Linked DNA regions of Rattus norvegicus: region 1 is linked to region 2. The links are chromatin contacts, called in public Hi-C maps. All regions are on one chromosome and are shown on one strand. The core of a region is the stretch at or near the end of the contact, and the rest is flanking DNA. Distances in the headings are between cores, read along the strand shown.

What was found. Hi-C and Micro-C count contacts between places; a contact is called where the count stands out from the background.
Region 1: a Hi-C map of kidney shows a contact between it and region 2, with 4 times the contacts expected there. The contact joins two enhancer-like sites. A contact is called at or near these places in 6 of 12 Hi-C or Micro-C datasets (the A7r5 cell line, hepatocytes, kidney and 2 more).

Annotation. Positions count from the first base shown.
Region 1 is chr11:84,196,618-84,199,445 of GRCr8, reverse strand. No RefSeq gene overlaps it. Among named protein-coding and RNA genes, the nearest start is that of Hes1, 15 kb to the left of the region's middle. Within about 2 kb of position 1,470, at least 4 of the 93 cell types and tissues checked have an H3K27ac peak or open chromatin away from gene starts, as enhancers often do. A contact at or near this core is called in kidney, where this site is marked.
Region 2 is chr11:84,082,095-84,085,309 of GRCr8, reverse strand. No RefSeq gene overlaps it. Among named protein-coding and RNA genes, the nearest start is that of Cpn2, 93 kb to the right of the region's middle. Within about 2 kb of position 1,344, at least 16 of the 93 cell types and tissues checked have an H3K27ac peak or open chromatin away from gene starts, as enhancers often do. A contact at or near this core is called in kidney, where this site is marked.

The sequences.
Region 1 (2,828 bases), core at 221-2,720, 110 kb before region 2:
CTAACAAGAAGTGAGCCTCAATGCTAGACTCCAGACTTCCCCCCATACCACCCCTTCAAATCTTCCAGCTTTGTTATGTACACAAAGGGAGGAGAAAGAAGAGGAAGAAGAAGGAGGGGGAGGGGGAGGGGGAGGGGGAGGGGGAGGGGGAGGGGGAGGGGGAGGGGGAGGGGGAGGGGGAGGGGGAGGGGGAGGGGGAGGGGGAGGGGGAGGGAGAGGGAGAGGGAGAGGGAGAGGGAGAGGGAGAGGGAGAGGGAGAGGGAGAGGGAGAGGGAGAGGGAGAGGGAGAGGGAGAGGGAGAGGGAGAGGGAGAGGGAGAGGGAGAGGGAGAGGGTGATGGTAGCTAGCCCAAATCTTTAATCCCAGCACTCTGGAGGCAGTAGCAAGCAGATTTAGCCAAGGTTACACAAAGATACTGTCTCACAAAACAAAAACTATCAAACAAAAGAAAAGAAACAGAAAGAAGAAAGGAAACCGAACCAACAACAAATTTTCCTAATCCCCCACTTCCACCCCACTGCTCCATCCCCAGGGCAAATCAATCTGGCCTATACTAGCCTTTAGGTCTCAGCTTAGACTCTGCAACCTTAGAAGCCTCACCCGGGGGCCTCCTCTTCAGACGTTGTTTTTTATATCATTTCCTTATGTACTGGGCTGTCACCAGTTGTTATCATGTTAAACTACCCATTGTGTAAGTGTGGGAACTCTTTCCATGGTCTCTCTGCCTCCCTAGGAGCTACCACAACGCCTGTCATGCAATAGGGCTAGCCTCATCTGCTTCTGTTGCTGTGATTGGTTTGACCAATCAAAACCAAGTTGGGGATTGTTCAGCTTACAGGTCTCACAGTCAGCATCAAGGGAAGCCGAGGCAGGGACTCCAGTCGGGAACCTGGAGGAAAGGAGATGGAGCCAAGACCACGGAAGAAATTGCATATGGACTTGCTTCTGTTTGCCTACTCAGCCCCAGCGCACCTGCCCAGGGCTGATGCCACCCACGGTGGCTGAGCCCTTTACATCAATTAGCAATCAAGAAAATACCCCCAAAGACATACTTATAGGCCAGTCTAACGAAGGCAATTCCTCAGTTGCCGTTCCTCCTTCCTGGGTGTGTCAAGTTGACAACCAGAGTTGTCTATGACAAGGGACTTAGAAGATTTTCTTAAACAAGCAGGCAAAAAATTCCCCAAACCTGGGGCTGGGGATTTAGCTCAGTGGTAGAGCGCTTACCTAGGAAGCTCAAGGCCCTGGGTTCGGTCCCCAGCTCCGAAAAAAAAAGAACCAAAAAAAAAAAAAAAATTCCCCAAACCTGTTGAGCATTACTGGCACCACTCAGCACCGAATTACAACGAATTACAACCTGCCTTGGCGTTTCCCTCTTCCCTTTCTCACCGCCCTTTCCCACCTCAGGCCCTGTTGGCATGCTTCGTTTACTGGAGTTTTCCCAAGGCCTGCTTTTCATGAGGTGTCCAGGGAAGCCACGCACAGCGTTATTCATTGTCCACGGTGTAAATGATCTACTTTGCTGAGTCTCAAGAAGTGCCCAGCTCCAGCCGGTTTTTCCTCAACTGAACTCTTGACAAAAGACTCGAAAGTTCATTCCGATACCTTCTAAGATAAGCTCAGCCCCACAAAGCCACATGCATCCCTTATCTGTTTCCCAGAAAGCCTAACAGTATCCACCCTACGGGCTGGCCTATGAGGCTAGCCTGTGTCAAGAGAGTATGCGTAGTGACTATTTTCTCCCTGTCCCCAGGTACTTAGGCTACTTTTATAGCCAACCTATTTACAGTTTTTAGTGAGTCTTTGTCAACCTATAGGAAAATACTCCCCCCCCCCCCCCTTGACTGCCAATTCAGGCTAAGATCAGCTGTAAATACAGCACAGCATTCGTTTGTCCTCTTCTAGGTCTCTGTGGGTGTCTCACAAGTGGGCTGACACCAGAGATGCTTCTCAGTTTTTCGTCACATCTCTCCTTAAGATCCACCCAGAACCTGTCTAGATTCGGCAACACTAGGAGAACAGTGACTGAACCTTTGGCTTGTGGAAAAGAATGAGGAAACGGCCTCAGGGGTTCTGCTTGAGGCCACATTAGGAGGCCTTTCTCTTTCACTCCCCTTGTCCAGAGAATTGATCCCTCTCAGGTCAACTCAGCTCTCTGAATTATCAGGTTAAGTCCTCTAGTCAAGGAGTGGAGGTTAGATTAGTGAAGTAGTGAAGCATGTGCAAGGAGGCACTGGGTTCAATCCCCAATACCCCCCAAAAGATTTACAGGCTCGCTCTCTCCTCCCTTCGGCCCTGAGCTGGCCCTGTTATAACTTAAGAGACAGAAGGCACATGAAAGATACTCTGCAGACCTATGAGGTTTCGCTTTTGCACACTGAGGGGGCCTTAACCATGCTCTAAGGAGCCAGTTATACTGAGAAACTATGGGAACAGGGTTGTGACTAGATGTCCACGGGGTGTTTGTGAGCACAAAATTTAAGATGAAGTGCTCCTGCATTTTGAACCACCTGGGCCCAGCACTTGAGTCAAATTTACTCTGGGGGTCTTTGAAGTTCTCTTTGGCTTTGTTTATGACCTTGGAGGAGCCTCTTGGCCACAGCCTTTAAAGTATACTTGAAAGTTTGATATGTATTTTTTATTTTTTTAAATGATAACATAATTACCTCATTTCTACCTTCCCTTTCCTCTCTCCAAACCTCCCATGTTACGCCCCGTCCTTGGTCTATCTCAAATTCATAGCCTTTTTTCTTTAATAGGGGCGCGCGCGCGCGTGTGTGTGTGTGTGTGTGTGTGTGTGTGTTCCTCAATATATAAATACAACCTGC
Region 2 (3,215 bases), core at 95-2,594:
CCCCTCTTCTTTGGAAGAAATTTCCTTGCTGTGTATCTCTACACACATTCACATGGGCTTTCTTAAACATGGAGGACAGGGGGCCACGAAAGTTACTGAGTTCTTCCCCAAAGTGGCGTGGCCTGCAACGTTAGCCCAATTTATTCATTAATTTTGATTCCTGGACCATTCTCTGTAAAAATAAAAGAGGGGGGACACTATTACACCCTCCAATAGTCCAGGCGGACCTTTCGAGTTCCCCTCCCCTCTACAGTCATTATTCAGCATAATTTGACTGGCTTGAGGCAAGTTGGGAGAGTGAGAAGGCTTGGTGAGAACGGGAGGAGGCAGTGTCCAAATTAGAAACAGATTTAAGGAGCATTTGCAGGGAATTAGGCGGAGGGCCAGGCGTGCTCTCTGGCAGCATGTGGAAACCCTCTTTAGGGACTGTCAGCCTCTAGGTTTCCACAGCGGATGTTTCCCCGGCCAGAGCGCAGCTGGGTTTCAGTTGTCAAAGCCACAGCCAAGACATCTGAGAAGAGGGTGGAGTGCCCCTGTGCGTGACAGCATATACACATAGGCCACTTGTGACGGGCTTGACCTCAGGGCACTCCAGCACAGTACTGCATGTGTACACCCGCTAAGTGACTATGATCACCCCCTCACAAAGGGTATCAATGACACAGGTGTGCACACACAGAAACCAGGACAGACACACAGGCACAGATTTAGGCTATGCCCAGCAATGTTTTCTAGGAGAAGCCACAACCTCTCCTTCTTTGTTTCTCTCACTCCCTCTCCCTCTGTATGTCTGTCTGTCTGTCTGTCTGTCTCCCCCTCTCTGTGGGTATATATGTATATATTCAAATTCGGGAATACATTGCATGTGTGTATATTTGGAGACCAGAGAATATTGTCTGCCCTGCTCCATCATTCTCCTTAGTCTCTTTTTTTTGTTTTCTATTTTTCGTAGCTGGGGACCGAACCCAGGGCCTTGTGCTTGCTAGGCAAGGGCTCTACCACTGAGCTAAATCCCCAACCCATCCTTATTCTCTTCAAATAGGGACTCTCAGTGAGCTTGGCTGGCAGCCAGCAAGCCCCAGCAATCCTCTTAGCCTCACCCCCATCCTGAGCCCCACTCCTCCTCCAACCCTACCCCCATCCCCAGCTCTGGGGCTAAAGGCATTCACGGCCACACTGCCGGGCCTTTTCCATGGGCGCTGGGATCTGAACTCAGGCACGCATACAAGCACAGCAAATGTTCTTCTCTTCTCCAGCCCCCAGAGCAGGTTTTAGTCCTACCCCAGGAGAAGACTAAATGAGAGTGGAATGGCCTAGGGTTAGCCTTTTGACCTCTCTGAGCCTGAATAAACCACAGCAGCGAGGACAGAAATGAGAAACAAAGGTGAGTAACGAGAAACTGTGTCGCCTTTGATGTAAGAGGCAAAGGTAAAATGAGGTGGCACTAGTATTGGTGGCAGGGACAGAGGATAATGGTAACACCCCTTATGGAGGGGACAGAGAGCGCTCTGCTGGCTTGGCTCTCACCTCGATAAAAAGACTAGAAGAGGGGGTTGGGGATTTAGCTCAGTGGTAGAGCGTTTGCCTAGCAAGCGCAAGGCCCTGGGTTCGGTCCCCAGCTCTGAAAAAAAAAAAAAAAGAAGAAAAAAAAAAGACTAGAAGATAGATAGATAGATAGATAGATAGATAGATAGATAGATAGACAGACAGACAGACAGACAAACAGACAGATATCTGGGGAGGAGAATTAAGGCACCCTTTCATATCAGCCCTGTCCTTGTGGCCAGAAGGATCTGTGCCTGGCTGAGCCCTGGGCTCTCTGCTGTCTGGGAGGCTTTACCTTGCCCAGCAAACTAGTATGCCTCAGGCTCTGCCTGCCTCGTCTGCTCTCAGTGGTTTTGCACTAACTATTCCTGCACAGTCCTTGACTTGCTTTCCTTCTTCACCCTACTTCTTTAGTCCTCCTCCCTCCTCTCCTCCACCCTCTTCTTCCCTCCTCTTCCCTCCTTCACCCTTTCCTCCTTCCTGCTCTTTCCTCCTCCCTTCTCCACCCTCCTCCCTTAACTTCATGACTTCCCTCCTGCTGGCCTATTTCTCAGAGTTCTCTCCTTCTTCCCCTCCCCTCGACCTTCAAACCCACTCAGTAGAACCAGCTGCCCTTTCCCAGGAACCTACTTGGCACGCACGTGCTCTTGTTCTGGGTGTTTTGGGCATGGAGAGGGGGAGGGGGCCAATTGATGTCACCCCTGCCCTAGGGGAGTTCCCGAGTCAGTGAACCTTTCAAAACACAGAGCCGCACAGGAGAAACACTTAGGGCCCAGCAGAAAGGCAGGAACATTGCATACACCCTAGGAGGTCAAAGGGCAGTGAGCCAGACCTTACTGCATAGATCAGGGCACCCTGCCCTAAGTTGAGCTGGTGTGGCAAAGAACAGGACAGGCGATTCCAGCACTCAGGGACAGCCAGCCTCGTAGAGCTGCTCTCGAGGCCGTGGGCAGAAGGACACCTCTGAGTGACTAGTGCTAGAATCAAGATGGACCAGAATGGTGAGTGACACAGGAGAGTAAAAGGATTTAGACACAGAATCAGGACGTCCCACATCTCCATCAGACAATGGATTCATAAGAGGCTCCTTGTTGGAACGCAGTGACTGAAGAACCCGGATCCTGTCTCCGGTACATTGCCCAGCAAGAACAATCCATGTAAACAACAATACAGTCACTATGGGAACAGGCAAGAACAATGCCTGGGGATATGGGCTCTCTAAGAATGGTCCCTCTAGTGCCAGGCAGCAGTAGACAAAGTGCATAAAGGTGCCCATGCCTTTAATCTAAGAACTCGGAGGAAGGCAGGGGCAGGTAGACCTCTGAGTTCGAGGCCAGCCGGGTTTACAGAGTGAGCCCCAGGACAGAAACCGTATCTTGGAAAACAGCAAACAAAAAAGAAATATTCTCTACAGAACAGGGAGCAGAGGAGCCACCCATGAAGGCAGAAGTGGGGGGCTCTGGAGGGGTAGGAAAGGCCCAGGAGCTACACAGAGCCACAAGGTGTTCTGAAATTGCCAGTTAAGAAATCAGAGAGGTGGGGTGGAGATGCTGGGAGGGTTGGGTCATCAGGGAAGGAACCTGCGAGCTAGCTCACTCATGATCATATCCATGGGTCCCACATATGTCACTAAGCTATCTAATGGCTCCTGCGCTGGGTCTGAGGCTGCC